Linked DNA regions of Sus scrofa: all the other regions are linked to region 2. A link is a contact called in public Hi-C data. All regions are on one chromosome and are shown on one strand. Each heading gives the region's core, a stretch centred on a gene start, on an enhancer-like site or on the middle of the called end of the contact. The rest is flanking DNA. Distances are from core to core; before and after follow the strand shown. Region 1 overlaps TSPAN14 (tetraspanin-14). Region 2 holds the start of TSPAN14 (tetraspanin-14). Region 3 holds the start of FAM213A (family with sequence similarity 213 member A).

What was found. Hi-C and Micro-C count contacts between places; a contact is called where the count stands out from the background.
Region 1: a contact with region 2 is called in a Hi-C map of skeletal muscle, with 5 times the contacts expected there. The contact joins the enhancer-like site here to the promoter of TSPAN14 in region 2. A contact is called at or near these places in 3 of 5 promoter capture datasets (fetal liver and liver), 33 of 47 Hi-C or Micro-C datasets (adipose tissue, alveolar macrophages, blood and 14 more) and 2 of 2 datasets of contacts at active chromatin or transcription factors (alveolar macrophages and skeletal muscle).
Region 3: a contact with region 2 is called in a Hi-C map of liver, with 2.1 times the contacts expected there. The contact joins the promoter of FAM213A here to the promoter of TSPAN14 in region 2. A contact is called at or near these places in 2 of 5 promoter capture datasets (fetal liver and liver), 23 of 47 Hi-C or Micro-C datasets (adipocytes, adipose tissue, alveolar macrophages and 12 more) and 2 of 2 datasets of contacts at active chromatin or transcription factors (alveolar macrophages and skeletal muscle).

The regions. Positions count from the first base shown.
Region 1 is chr14:82,350,389-82,354,815 of Sscrofa11.1, forward strand. It overlaps TSPAN14 (tetraspanin-14), which reads left to right. Exons shown (of 9, transcript XM_021074409.1): 3 at 1,583-1,633; 4 at 3,362-3,508. Among named protein-coding and RNA genes, the nearest start is that of SH2D4B, 25 kb to the right of the region's middle. Within about 2 kb of position 2,538, at least 25 of the 83 cell types and tissues checked have an H3K27ac peak or open chromatin away from gene starts, as enhancers often do. A contact at or near this core is called in adipose tissue, alveolar macrophages, fetal liver and 4 more, where this site is marked.
Region 2 is chr14:82,303,100-82,307,374 of Sscrofa11.1, forward strand. TSPAN14 (tetraspanin-14) reads left to right here and starts at 2,495. Exons shown (of 9, transcript XM_021074409.1): 1 at 2,495-2,513. LOC102167252 (a long non-coding RNA gene) reads right to left here and starts at 2,503. Exons shown (of 4, transcript XR_001301044.2): 1 at 1,765-2,503; 2 at 699-866; 3 at 1-77.
Region 3 is chr14:82,246,591-82,250,910 of Sscrofa11.1, forward strand. It overlaps FAM213A (family with sequence similarity 213 member A), which reads left to right and starts at 2,888. Exons shown (of 6, transcript NM_001244375.1): 1 at 2,888-3,063. It overlaps LOC106506062 (a long non-coding RNA gene), which reads right to left and starts at 2,759. Exons shown (of 3, transcript XR_001301043.2): 1 at 2,541-2,759.

The DNA.
Region 1 (4,427 bases), core at 1,288-3,787, 47 kb after region 2:
GGGGAACGTGGTTCTGTGGGACTCGGCTTCAGAGGTTCGGTCTTGCCCCCCAGCCCATGTTCTGCTTTGTCAAGGGGGTTGGGGGATCAGGTCTTGGCAAGGCTTTTTCACGCAGGGTCCACAGACTGCTGGGGGAACCAGCGGTAAAGATTCTGTGAAGTCTCTGAAATTCCCTCCAAAATATTGCACCATGTGCACATTTTCTGAGAGCGGCCTGTGGTCCAGAGGAGGGTGGAAACGCCCGGGGCTTTCTCTGAAGGGCTTTCCTCTCCTGCCAGCCTCCTGGGGCTCACAGTGACTACAGTAGGCAGAGAAGACACTGGGAGAGCTGCCGTCACAGAGGCACCCAGCCCTGTTGTTTATCTTGAGGTACTGATACATGGCAGCGAAATGCCAGCAGAGTTAAAAAGAAGTTAAGCACAAAAATAGGGGGCTGCTTAATTGGCAGAGACCACAAGGTGTTTGCTTTCTCTGGAAAAATCCTCTCTGGTATAAGAACCTGTGAGGTGGATCTGGGGGGCCCTTTTTGTCTTGGTGCATGGGAGGCAGCTTAGCTGCTGTGGATTCCTGTGGGTGGGAGGTCAGGGTTTGGGAGACACTACTATTCTGGGGTGAACACGTGGCTCAGGGCAGGCCTCCTTTAATTAATTCAGTGACATAATGGAGTGTTTCTTCAAGCACAGCCGTACACCCGGCGGAGTGTAAGGGCCACTCCTACAAAATGGCCTGGGCAGTTGCTTGTCTGTGCTTGGAGTCTGTCTCCAGGGCTGGAGGCCTCAGGGGCACCCTGCCCTCTCAGAGCCTCACCTGCCCTGGGAGCCCATGAAGGCACCTGGGGCCACCAGCCATCGTCACAAGGGGCCATGTCTTCTTGCACACCAGGTAGTGCATCAAAAGAAGTAGTGGGGGAGTTCCCGTCGTGGCTCAGTGGTTAACAAAGCTGACTAGCATCCATGAGGACTCGAGTTCGATCCCTGGCCTCACTCAGTGGGTTAAAGATCTGGTGTTGCTGTGAGCTGTGGTGTAGGTCGCAGACGCGGCTCAGATCCCATGTTGCTGTGGCTGTGGCATAGGCTGGTGGCTACAGCTCCGATTAGACCCATAGCCTGGGAACCTCCATATGCTGTGGGTTCAGTCCTAAAAAAGACATAACGACAAAAAAAAAAAAAAAAAAAAAAAAAAAGAAAAGAAAAAAAGGAGTGGGGGCCTTGCAGAAAGGGGAAGAAACGTATTGTTCTGATGTCTCTGACTCCATAGTCTCTCCAAGACAGACTGCTCCAAGGTCTTTGTCTCTGTTCTCTGGCGTGTGGGGCCCACTGGGGTTGAAGGAGTTTGTCAGGGAAGGTAGGTGTGGGTTATCTGAAGAGCGTCACCATCCCTTTGTTCAGGTGTAGAGTCCCTGCCATGTGCAGGGGCCATTGGGCTGCCCTGCTCTTGCTCCAAGCAGCAGAGACATGAGCCAGAAACCTCCCCCTCCTAGCAGTGAGGACCCTCCTCTGAGAAGCACTTTTGTGGAGCTGGTTTCCCACCTAACTTTATTTCTCTCTCTCTTTCTCTCACATTTCCCCCTGCCCCTGCTCAGTTGGCTGGAGTTGTCTTCCTCGGAGTTGGACTATGGGCATGGAGCGAAAAGGTAGGTGTGACTGTCACCAGGACCCTGAGCATCAAGCCGCCCAAATCAGGCTCCTTCAGCTTTAACTGTCCCTCCCTCCATACTCCTCCCTGACAGAGCATCTCTTGTGTGAGATAATGATTTACACTCATTAATCTTTATACAGAGCTTTCTTTTGGAAGTTACTGAATGTATCATAAAAACTCCTGGGGTCTTGTGGCTGGCTCTGCTTCCCTGTGGTTGGGTCATTGCTAGAGGCCAAAGCTAGGCTGGTTGGGATTTTGAACCCTGTGGGTGTGGAGTGCCCTCTCCTGTTCCCAGAAGCTCCAAGTCACCCTGGGGCTAGTTTGCAGCTGTATCCAGGGCAGACCTGGGGCTACCTTCTGAATGGACCCTGTCTGTGCCTCTGGGAGCCAGCAGGTCCCTGAGCACAGTTGTGTTGATACCTGAATCTTTTGTTCTCACAGAAAGGACTCCCAAATCAGGCATGTGCCCCTGGGTGCCCTGTGGGATAGGGACAGGTCTAAAGCTAAAGCACCTGTGAGCTCTTTGCCCACCCTGTGGAAGAGAGAAGAGGAGGGGAGATCGGGTTCTCTTACTGTCCGAAAGGGCAAGGGGCAGTTGGAACTCCAAGGAGGGGACTAGATCAGATGTGGGCAGGGGGGAGCTGTAGTGCCACCTTCTGCTCTGTGGGTGTGTGGGTGCTGGGGAGGTGGCGAGGCCAGGCAGGAAACAGTGGGAGCTAAAACCTCCTCTTGAACCTCTTTTTGCTTCCAGGAGAAGGAAGCAGGAGTGCTCAGGTCTGTGGGCTTTCTTGCCATGGTCTTCAGAACTGGATAAGGTCCACCTTTGAGTTTGGGCCCCTTTAAGAGCATGCTGAGCTATTTCACTTTGCCCCAGTGACTGCGAAGTTGATGCAAACCATGACTTACTGCGCCACCGTGTGATCACCTCGGAACAGCAGCTCAGTTGCTGCTGAGCCTGACTATCCTGAGCTAGCCCCATGCTTGGCTATTCTGGCTGCCTGATTCCAGCTGGGTGCCCGGTTTGGCTGCTCTTTTCTCCTTCCTCTTTTGAATCCTAGAACTGCTCTATCTGAGCCATTTGGTTGCCATTAGCCAGACGTGACTAATTATATATAAATAGTTTAAATGAAAAACAAATTAAAATTTGGTTCTTTGGTTCCACTAGCCCACATTTCGAGGGCCCAGTAGCACATGTGACCAGTGGCTACCATTTGGAATAGTGCAGATATACAAAATCTCCATTATCACAAAAAGGTAATGGACAGTGCTACCTTTATCTGTCCTTGGTGGATGCATATTTCACAAGTGTGTTCATACTGAAGTTGTTTTTCATCTCAGGATAGTGGGGTTCTCCATGAATTGGATGCTACGTCAGCTGCCAGAGGCCAGGGCCCTGGGATGCCTTGACCACAGGCCACAGGGCCCCCTCCCATCCCAGGCCTGGCGTAGGTACCCTGCAGGCTACAAAAGAAGTATGGGTTCTGTCTGGGAGGAACTCACAGCGTAGATGGAGACCAGGAGTAGGAGGGCAGCAGGGGGTGCTGAGGTGGGCAAAGTTCTGCCAGGCAGTGGGGCCATGCTCTGACCTGGCTTTTACTGAGAAGATTGAGCCTTGGAAGGCAGGTCCCTGTCCTCATTTAGTTCCCCACACAGCTGCTTTCCCTACCCACACCCTTGACTCTCTTCGAGGCTTATATAACCCTGCTTTTTCTGCCTTTTTCAGGGGGTGCTGTCCGACCTCACCAAAGTGACCCGGATGCATGGGATTGACCCTGTGGTGCTGGTCCTGATGGTGGGCGTGGTGATGTTCACACTGGGCTTTGCTGGCTGCGTGGGGGCCCTTCGGGAGAACATCTGCCTGCTCAACTTTGTGAGTGGCCCCAGGTGTGGGGGTGGGAGGAGATCCGGAGGTGGGGGGTAGGCTCTGCTGGGCAGGCTTAGCCCTTACCTAGAGGGGGTAGCAGCTCTGATGAGCCTCCCCCAGGATCTGGCAGTGGTGGGCCACCATTTGTACCCTGCTGCCCACCAAAAGGTAAGATTTCAGGAAAAGATAAGATGAACTAGCTGCTTCCTGGGAGAAGCTGGGCCCTCTGGTTTTCAGCTCCTAGTAGGTGGAGTTGACTGCTTGCCGGGCCTGCTCCCCTCCCACTCCCTTGCCTTTTATCTACCCACAGACATTCTAAAGGAGTTGTTTGTTTGCTACTCACCTTTGCCCTTCCTGGCTAAGATCAAAGGACATTGTCCGGAATGTTAGGAAATCTTTTCCCTCCTCTAGGCTCCAGGGAATCTGTTGGGTATGCAGTGCAGAATCCTTAATTTCCTGGCAGAACTTTGAATAGTTTTATATTTAGATACACATTCATTTTGAAATGCATTCAGTTAAAATTAAACAGCACCTGGTGGGGAAAACGCATAATCGTGTTTTGCAATATATTATTTGTTGGATTTATTAGATCAAGCTTTCTCTTTTTTGGGCTTAATTTAAAAAGCAAAACTCGTGGGGTTTTTTTTCTCTTAAAGTTATTATGTTTGGTTATCTTGCTACTACGAGAATGGCGATTACGTTGCAGAGCCCCTCGTGTGTGGTAGTGGGGGGGGCGTGTGTGTGCACGTGCACACATGTCTTACTTTGGGATGTTGCTGGTTGTGGCAGCTGCCCAGTGTGCTGTGTGGCCAGGGATGATGGCTGTGATAACAAAACTCTACAAGCTGGAACCCCTCCTCGGCAGGAGGGGACCTGTGGCTGCAGTGGCCTTTACAGAATTCCAGCTGTGTTTCTTCTGCAGAGT
Region 2 (4,275 bases), core at 1,245-3,744:
CCATGTTGAGCAAAGAGGGAGTCCTAGAAACTTGCTTTTATTCAGGGAAGCCATGTGGCCAGCTAGACCTGGAAATTCTATGATAAAGGAAATGGGGGAGAATGGCTGTTAGGGTCATCAGCCATCTCTGCCAAAGCCTATGAGTCCACAATGCTCTCTAGACTCCTCCCAGTTCTGTTCTTTGTTGGACAAGTTGTCTAAATACGACAGTTCTATTGTGGTCTGGCTCCCACCCCACTACTCCAGGATCACTGCCTTTATTATGTGTGCCAATGACCTTCATGTTATCAGAGTCAAAGGATCTTCCCTTTCCTCGTAAGTGATCTGGAAACACTGCTTTCTCAGTCTCTGAGATATAACGCTCACAAGGTTCTTTTTTCGCCTCCTCAGCTTCTCTTTTTCTTTGACTTTTTAGGGCCACACCTGTGGCATATGGAGATTCCCAGGCTAGGGGTCAAATTGGAGCTGTAGCCCCCAGCCTATGGCACAGCCACAGCAATGCCAGATCTGAGCCGCGTCTGTGACCTACACACCACAGCGCATGGCAATCAGCTTCTCTTTTTCAGCCTTCTTCCCTGCTTGGCTCCTCTGACTCCTCTAGGTCCCTCTTTGAACCCTTTCCTATTCTGCATCTATCTCCTACCCTTCAGATCCCAAGGCGTTTACCATCTTTAAAATGATGCTTCCCAAATCCCTACCTTCAGCCTGGGTGAGCTTCTTGTGACTGGACAATCAAGTTGGATTTCTTATGGGCATCTCAAACACAACATGACTAAAACAGAATTCTTGATGTGCTTCCTGGGGCTGTAGTCTCTCTCCTCCAGGCTACTCCATCCAATATACGAGGCACTGTTCACCCTCTAACTCTAGCCGGAAACATGAAAATTATCTTTGGTTTCTCCATTCCCTCCCCCCACATCTATCCTCTCAGTGTCCATGTTCAAAATAGCATCTCTCAACCACTCATTTTAGTGAGGCCACCATTCAGTCCAAGCTACCATTAGCTTTAGCTGGGGCTGCCACAGCAGTCTAATTGTCCCCTTGCTTTTATTTTTGCCTGCCACCCACCCAATTTATGCTTTACACAGCAGAAAATCAAAACACGTTAGTCCTCTGCATAAAACCATTCAATGGTTTAATTAAAAGGTCTCCATTCCTAGGAGTTCCCGCTGTGGCACAGTGGGTTAAGAATCTGACTGCAGGGAGTTCCTGTTGTCCTGGCTCAGCAGAAACGAATGTGACTAGTATCAATGAGGACGAAGATTTGATTCTGACCTTGCTCAGTGGGTTAAGGATCTGGCATTGCTGTGAGCTGTAGTGTAGGTTGCAGACGTGACTCAGATCTGGCATTGCTGTGACTGTGGTGTAGGCCGGCAGCTACAGCTCCCATTCGACCCCAGTCAGGGAATCTCCATATGCCTCATGTGTGGCCATAAAAAGACCAAAAAAAAAAAAAAGAATCTGATTGCAGTGGCTTGGGTCACTGTGGGAGGCACTGGTTTGATGCCCTGGGCAGAGGGTTGAGAATTCAGCATTGCCACAGCTGCTGCGTAGGTCGCAGCTGTAGCTGGGATTCAATCCCTGGCCCAGGAACTTCCATAAGCCGCAGGTGTGGTCATTAAAAAAAAAGTCTCTATTCCTAGATACAGTCTTGCATGGCCTGGCCCCTGCCCATCTCCCCACTTCATCCTGGTCCTCTTTCCCAGGCTTGCAACTCTGGACACACAGGTTTTCTTTCAGCTCCTTGACACATGCACAGCTTACCTTTCTCAAGGCCTAGGCACAAACTGTTCTTGACTTGGAATGTCTCTGCCTGGCTCTTCCCAAGGATATCTCCTCATTCTTTTGACTTCATTTTCAACATCACCTCCTCAAAAGACATTCTCCCTGCTGTCGTCACCTAAAGTAACTCTTGTTCTCTATTCCAGTCCCTTGTTTTTGTTCCAGCATTTACTTTAACTTGCAAGTACTTGTCTTCTCCACCAAAAATCTGCTTTATAGAGCAAGAGGCCTTAGTTGTCTTGTTTACTGCTGTATCCCCAGCATCAAAAGAGGGCCTGGCACAGATCAGGCATTCAATCAAACATTCTCTTTCTGCTTAAGGACAAATGGGTGGGTAGGTTCCCCAAGGTCTCTGAGCTGCCTGGGGTGTCACAGGCAGGCTGCATCCCCCTTAATTTAAGACAAACAACCAAAACCAACCCAAAACTGGGAATGGACTGAACAGTTGCTTTTCACGATCTCCTCCTTACATTGGACTTAACCTTTTGGTTGCTTTTACTACAATGTGGTGCAACTAGTCTCTTGGCCCAGTTTTAACAGACCCAGCAGAACAAATCACCTCCACCTGAATGTGTTTAAGGATCAGCGTGGTGTGCCTGGGCCTCATTTTTTAGATAGTTGGGTTGAGACCCCAGAGCCCAGCCAGCAGTGTGAATACCTCCACCACAGGCTGTACCTGCAGTCCTCCACACTTCCCTCTCAAGAATTCTCTCAGCCATCTCCTTAAGAAGGTGAGGGACAAACCTAGGCCGGCTGTCCGAAGAAAGCGTGGTATTTTTAGCACAAAGACTACAAGGAGCCAGTCTTTACGGCCAGGTTTGCACAAAAATAAATGTTAATTTACTACCTTTGTCTTAAAGCCTACCCCCACCGCCAGTCTCTGAGGCCCGGCAGGACCGCTTCCAGTATTTTCAGTTCAGCCATTTTTCTAACCCTGAGCTCACCTCTCTACCCAGTCAACCCCGTAGCCTCAAGGTGTGCTTCCCTTCGGCCCCCACAATTCGAGCGTCTCCTAGGCTGGAGGAGTTCCGCCAGGGTCAGAGACAAGGCTGGTGTGGCCTCCGCGCGCCTCCGCCTATCACCTCAGCCCCCAACATTGGGTGAGTGTAAGCGCTCTGCCCGCGCGGCGCACCCACTGGGTTAGCGCGGAGCCGGGCTGCCCCCGCCTCCGGCCCCGCCCAAAGCGGGACAAAGGGGCGGGTCGGGGACTAGGCCCGTAGGCTCTGCTGAGGCGGGGGGCTGGAAGGCCGGGCGGGGCGGGGGCGGGACGATCGGCGGGGGCGGGGCGACGAAGGGCGGGGCCGCGCCGGCGGCGCAGGGAAGTGGCGCCCCTTTCTGGGACGCCGCCGGGCGCCGCGCCCCCGGCCCCGCCCCTCGGCGCCCCGCCCCCGCGCTCGGACGGCCTGAGTCGCGCCCTCCCGCCCCGCGCCGCCTAACTTGCTATAACTTCCTCGGCCGAACCCGGCCGCGCCGCCGCTGCCGCTGCCGACGCTGCCGCTGCGCCCGGGTAAGTACAACGCCGAGCCCTTGCTGGAGCATCGGGCCTTGCCCCCCCATTGTCTGAGGCCAACACCCCCGAGCGCCCTCTGGGGACTAGGATTGATCGCCAGGTCCGGGCTCGTTCCCTCCGGATCCCTCGCCCCTTCCCCGGGGCGGCCCGGCGGGCGGCGCTGGCTTTGTCTGCCCAGATCGCCCGCGAGGGGCTGGAGGCCTTGGCCCGGACCCCTTTGAGCCGAACTCGGGCGCCCAGCAGAGTGAAAGCAGCAGCAGGAGACTCGGCTGGCGCTCGAGGTTCCTTCGCCTTTGCTCTGTCCGCCTCCCCAGTCGGGTGCGCTCTGGGGCTGGGCGGGGGTAGGAGCGACCCGGGAGGGAGGGGCCGGACCGCCGCCGTTCAGGGTTCTGCCCCTCTCCCCAGCTTCGAGCCCTGGGACGAGCACTCCTTTTGGCTCCGGCACGGACCCTCGGCCGCCCGGAGCTCGAGCCGGGGTAGAGAGGGTGGCGCGGACCGGGGAGGGAGGTCCCCTCCCCCGCCCCGCCTTGAGTGTGCTCCAAGTCGCCCACCCCGGCGGTGTGTCTCACTCTACCCTGCACAGATTCAGGGCGGCCAGAGATTGAGTAGGTGGTGATTCACCTTCTCCGTGTTGGTCGTTTGGGATTGTGCTTGGGAGCAAAGCCCGTCTCCTGACGTAACTGGAGCTTCAGTCGAGTTGGGTCTGTGGCTCCAGAGTTGGCTCGTCCCGGGCCGCTGCTTCTTGTCGGGGAGTGATGGTGGTGCAGGTGGGTTCGGTGTGTGTTTGTGTGTGTGTGTTTAGGGACTTGGAGTGGGACACATCTGGGAGACACGAAGTTGGTCTCCGGCTAGGAAGCAGTCAGTGCTGTGGGGAGTCGCCGGGAAGTGGTTGGATCGGTGCTGGCCTGGCGACTGGCTGCAGACCGGTGATGAGTTCGGCCGTGTGTACCAGCTTGATGACTGTCCCCCGTGCTGTTGTCTAG
Region 3 (4,320 bases), core at 1,638-4,137, 56 kb before region 2:
CAGTGAAGTCAAGCACCCATTTTTTTATTTTCTTGTTGATGTTAGCTGCTTCCAGAACTGTTCCTACTGAGCCTAGACACACTGTAAGACCATCGGCTTAAAAACTCGCATTATGCTGCTGGCCTGGATCAGTAATGACTGCAGACAAAGCTAGCTGAATCTAGAGGTGGCTGCGCCACTGAAAGAATGGACGTCTTTAACCAAGTTTGCCTCCTGTTCACAATGTTTGCTGCCTGCCCCAGGGGATTTGTGAGGGACAGACCTCGAGAGGGTAACATAGCTAAATTATCTAAGTTGTTACAGAGCTCCTAGTTAACCTTAATTTCTACCCCCTTAAATTCAAAATCTAAGTTATTCCCTGGATTTGCAACATCAAAAATACTTTTCTCTTTAAAACTTGGCAGACTGGTGGGTTTATTTTTGTTTCTAATCCTTGAGTTTTGCAAGTTTTCCTGTGCCTACTTGCCTGTAACTTATTCTTCAGCCTGTGCCTTCTCAAATTGAGACTGCGAGGAGTGTGTTAATTAGCTATCAGATCTAGCCTGGCTTTTGAAGTCCAGAGCTTTGGAATGCTACAAAAGTGTAAATATAATCATGGCTTTTTGCATTTGGTAATTACACCACAGTGGAAACTTCAGGGACCTCCCACCCCAGGATTCTGCTACTCATGACCCCTGAATGGTTCTGTCATTAATATTCAGTCTCTGGGGACCCATACCCAAGGGAAATGGCTTCCTGTTCCATTCTAAGTGGCCTTTCCTGCACCCTTTCTCCCTGTTGACCAAATATCCTATTTCAGGACAGTCAGAATAAGTTCTCTCCCCCTCCCCCCTTCACAGGGTAAGGTATTAAGCAGGACAGATAAAGGCCCTCTGGTGGTAAACTGTCCTCTTGTGACTACACCAACACTGTATCAAATTCTGCCAAATGTTTCAGGCCTTCAAATCAAATACCTACTCCTGCCAGAAGGCTGCATGATTGCTCTCACCTCCAATCTAGAAACACCCTCTCTTTCACAACACTTCCCAAGTACACCTCCGAGCTGGCCTTGGAACAGGCTCTGGGGTTGAAAATAAGCAGGACCCCGGAGTTCCTGTTTTGGCTGAGTGGGTTACAAACCCAACTAGTATCCGTGAGGAGGCGGGTTCGATCCCTGGCCTCACTCTGTGTGTTAAGGATCTGGCGTTGCTGTGGCTGTAGTGTAGGCCAGCTGCTGCGGCTCCAATTTGACCCCTGGCCTGGGAACTTCCATATGCCGTGAGTGCAGCCATAAAAAGACCAAAAAAAAAGCAAATGAGCAGGACTCTATGGGGCTCCCAGGCAAGAATAGGCCTCAGTTCAAACAGTTACTAGTCAGGGAAGGGAGAGGATTCAAAGACCAGTCCAGAAACAACAGTGCAGCCTTAGGGCAGGGTCCTGGCAAGGAATATGCATAACACTATCTTTGAGTTCTTCTGCAGAACTAAAACCCCCAACAAATGAAAGATGTTAACTACTTGATGAAGCATTCTATAGTCCAAAAAGGAGGAGGACTACCAGAATCAGTTCCAGGGCCACTAAACACCAGCTGTGAAGAATACAAGCTTGCATCTCCTCTGATCCTTATCTGTGGCCCTATTTTCCACTCCCAAACTTTAAGACCCCTTCCTATTCACTCCCAAAGGAGGACACATTCTTTAGGGTATTAGACTGCTGTGGCCTCCTTTGCCTGGCAAAGCAATAAAGCAATTTTTTTCTCCTTCACCCAAAATTCTTGTCTCTGAATTTCTGTTTAGCACTTGTGGGCATAGGCAGAGTTTCTGCACCAGGGTCCCAGAGATGAAGCAAAGGAACTTAGAAGCTGGTTAGGGACTGATGAATCTCTTTGGGGTTTTTTTGTTTTGTTTTTGGTGGAGCCTGTGGCATGTGGGAATTCCCAGGCCAGGGATTGAACCCTCACCACAGCAGGGATCCCAGCCACTGTGACATGGGATCCTTAACCAGCTGTGTCACAACGGAACTCCAAGTAGTGATCTCTTGAATGGATTCTATTGACCCATAAATTTACAAGCAATCGGGAATCTGCATGGGAGGTCAGAAGGGTGAATCAAGAAAGCTTTTGGACTTTTTACACCAGTAGGCAGTTGCCAGGTGAACTCAGGGGAGCCAACTGCAGGCAGAGAGCCACCTCTGATCAGTGGGTGTCTCAGCCTAACTTTGCTATTTCATTGTACACTGCCTGTGACTGATCAGTTGAACCAGCGATACTGTGAATCATTCCTCCTGTCTCCGAAAAGGTGTTCTTTCAACCGCCTGCGTTTACAAAACAGTGTGGACACTCAACATACCACGAGTAAATATGTAGATGAACAATGTGGGTCAAACTAGACCTTGACTTCTCAATCTGTGAAATCAGGCAACATTCCAGGAACCAGTGGTCCAGCCGCCACTCACCATCCTCTGCCAAAGAGCCAGCATTTTGCGGGTGAAAGAGGTTGCGGGATGCTGTCAGATGCTGGCAAAATTCTGAATTTGTTCCTAAAGATTTAAGGGACACTCACCGGAATGCGTCGGTCCTAAAGACTCCCCCTCCCCATGCCAAAAAACAGAACAAGCTGTCCAAAAATAACTGCTCAAAAACTCGCTGAGGACTAAATGGGGATTGTCCTCAGCTACAGGACTTCCAGATCCAAGTAGAGCCTCCTTTTGCTCCAGAAGGCGCTCCTAGTGATAGGAGTCTAGGGTCACCACTCCCGAAGGACTGAACGGAGCTAGAGCTTTGAGAAAGAGCACAGTGCTGCAGAGTGTCGGACGCGCGCTGGCAGCCGGCGACAGCTCCACAGTGGCGCTGGCACGGAGCCACTGAGGGGCGGGGCTGATCACGTGAGGGAGGCGCGCGGGGCGGCGCAGGCGCGATCCTGCGCAGGCGCGGGGGCCACCCCTGGGACCCCTGGGCCTGGGGAAGGTTTGGTCCGCCACCCCCCACGGCGTCCTGTGTTGCGAGAGGAGGCGGGAGGGACGGAAACTCCAGCGGTACGTAAGGCGCTCAGGACTCTGCGAGGCACGTGACGTCCGCGAAGGCAGGTGAGGAAACTGAGGCAGGGCGGGGCGATCGAGATTGATGGGCGCGCGTGGGTGGGCTGGACACCTGGCAGGTTAGGTCCGCCCTTCGGGAGGCGCACCTGCAGGGCCGGATCCAGGACCCTATTTGCCTCTGTGAGTGACGTCCCTCTCTCCCCAGCGCTCTGCGCTCCTTGGGAAAACCCCGTGTTTGCGGTCAGAAGACCGGGAGCCGGGAGCCGGCACTGATCGTCTAGCCAAGAACGCCCCCTCTTTCCAACCCCCAGCGGCCCCGGGGTTTGAGAGAGGCTGATGGCAACGACCCGTCTGGGTAGTTTGGTCAAAGAACCGAGAAAGGGACTCTGCCCTGGCGCGTCCGTCTTGCGGGGCCGAACCTGGGATGGGCCTGGGGGGCTGCCTGGGGGTGGCCAACTGTACAGCCGGCGATGTGCAGGTGGAGACCGAGAGCTAGGTCATCCTGGGCCCTGTGCTTGCATAGGGTCCTGTATTTTATGGGGCCGCGATTTCCTGCTTTTTTAATAGTCTCAGAGGCACCTGTTTTGCCTCTTTCCCCCAAAGGTTCAAACCCCTGACAACTTTGAAAAGAGCCCAACTGTAAAACATTGTGCTGAAGTCTGGGAATGAAAAGTCGAACAAGGCATCGGTGATTGGTCTGGACAGTCTCTCCTCAAGGTTGTTGCGGGGATCAGAGCTGAAGAAGATGGTTAAGGACCAGGCTGGCAGGGGTTGTGGGGAGGGGCAGAAGCCGAGCTGGGTTTCAGTCCCAGCTGACTTTGGGTCTCTTTTCCTTACCACACCAGGCTTTTCTAGCCCAACTAAACTAGCTCTCAATCTAGTTTTTTTTTTTTTTTTTTTTCTTTGTGCTTGGCAGATGACTAAAAACAGAAAATACTTACTTCAGATTTATTTGGGAAAGCATTATCCACGAGCCAGCCTGTATAGTCTCTGATATTCTCGCTTCAGTCCTGTTCTGGAGACTGAGAATTGGGATCCAGAAACCTAGACTCCTTGGAACATACCCAGTCATCAGAAACCCATCATTTCGTGTACAAACAACATTTTAGGGGCAATCATTGACTAATCTAGAAGTGAGCAAGAATTATACCTCACATTATGTCACTCTTTGTAAGGTAGCTTACGAAGCACCACCTATACATTTAATCCTTTGATTCCTATAACTCTGTAGAAGATTATGTTTTGTAATTTGGGAAGCATTCCTGTTTTACTAATGCAGAAACACTTGCCTTGTTCAGATTCTTA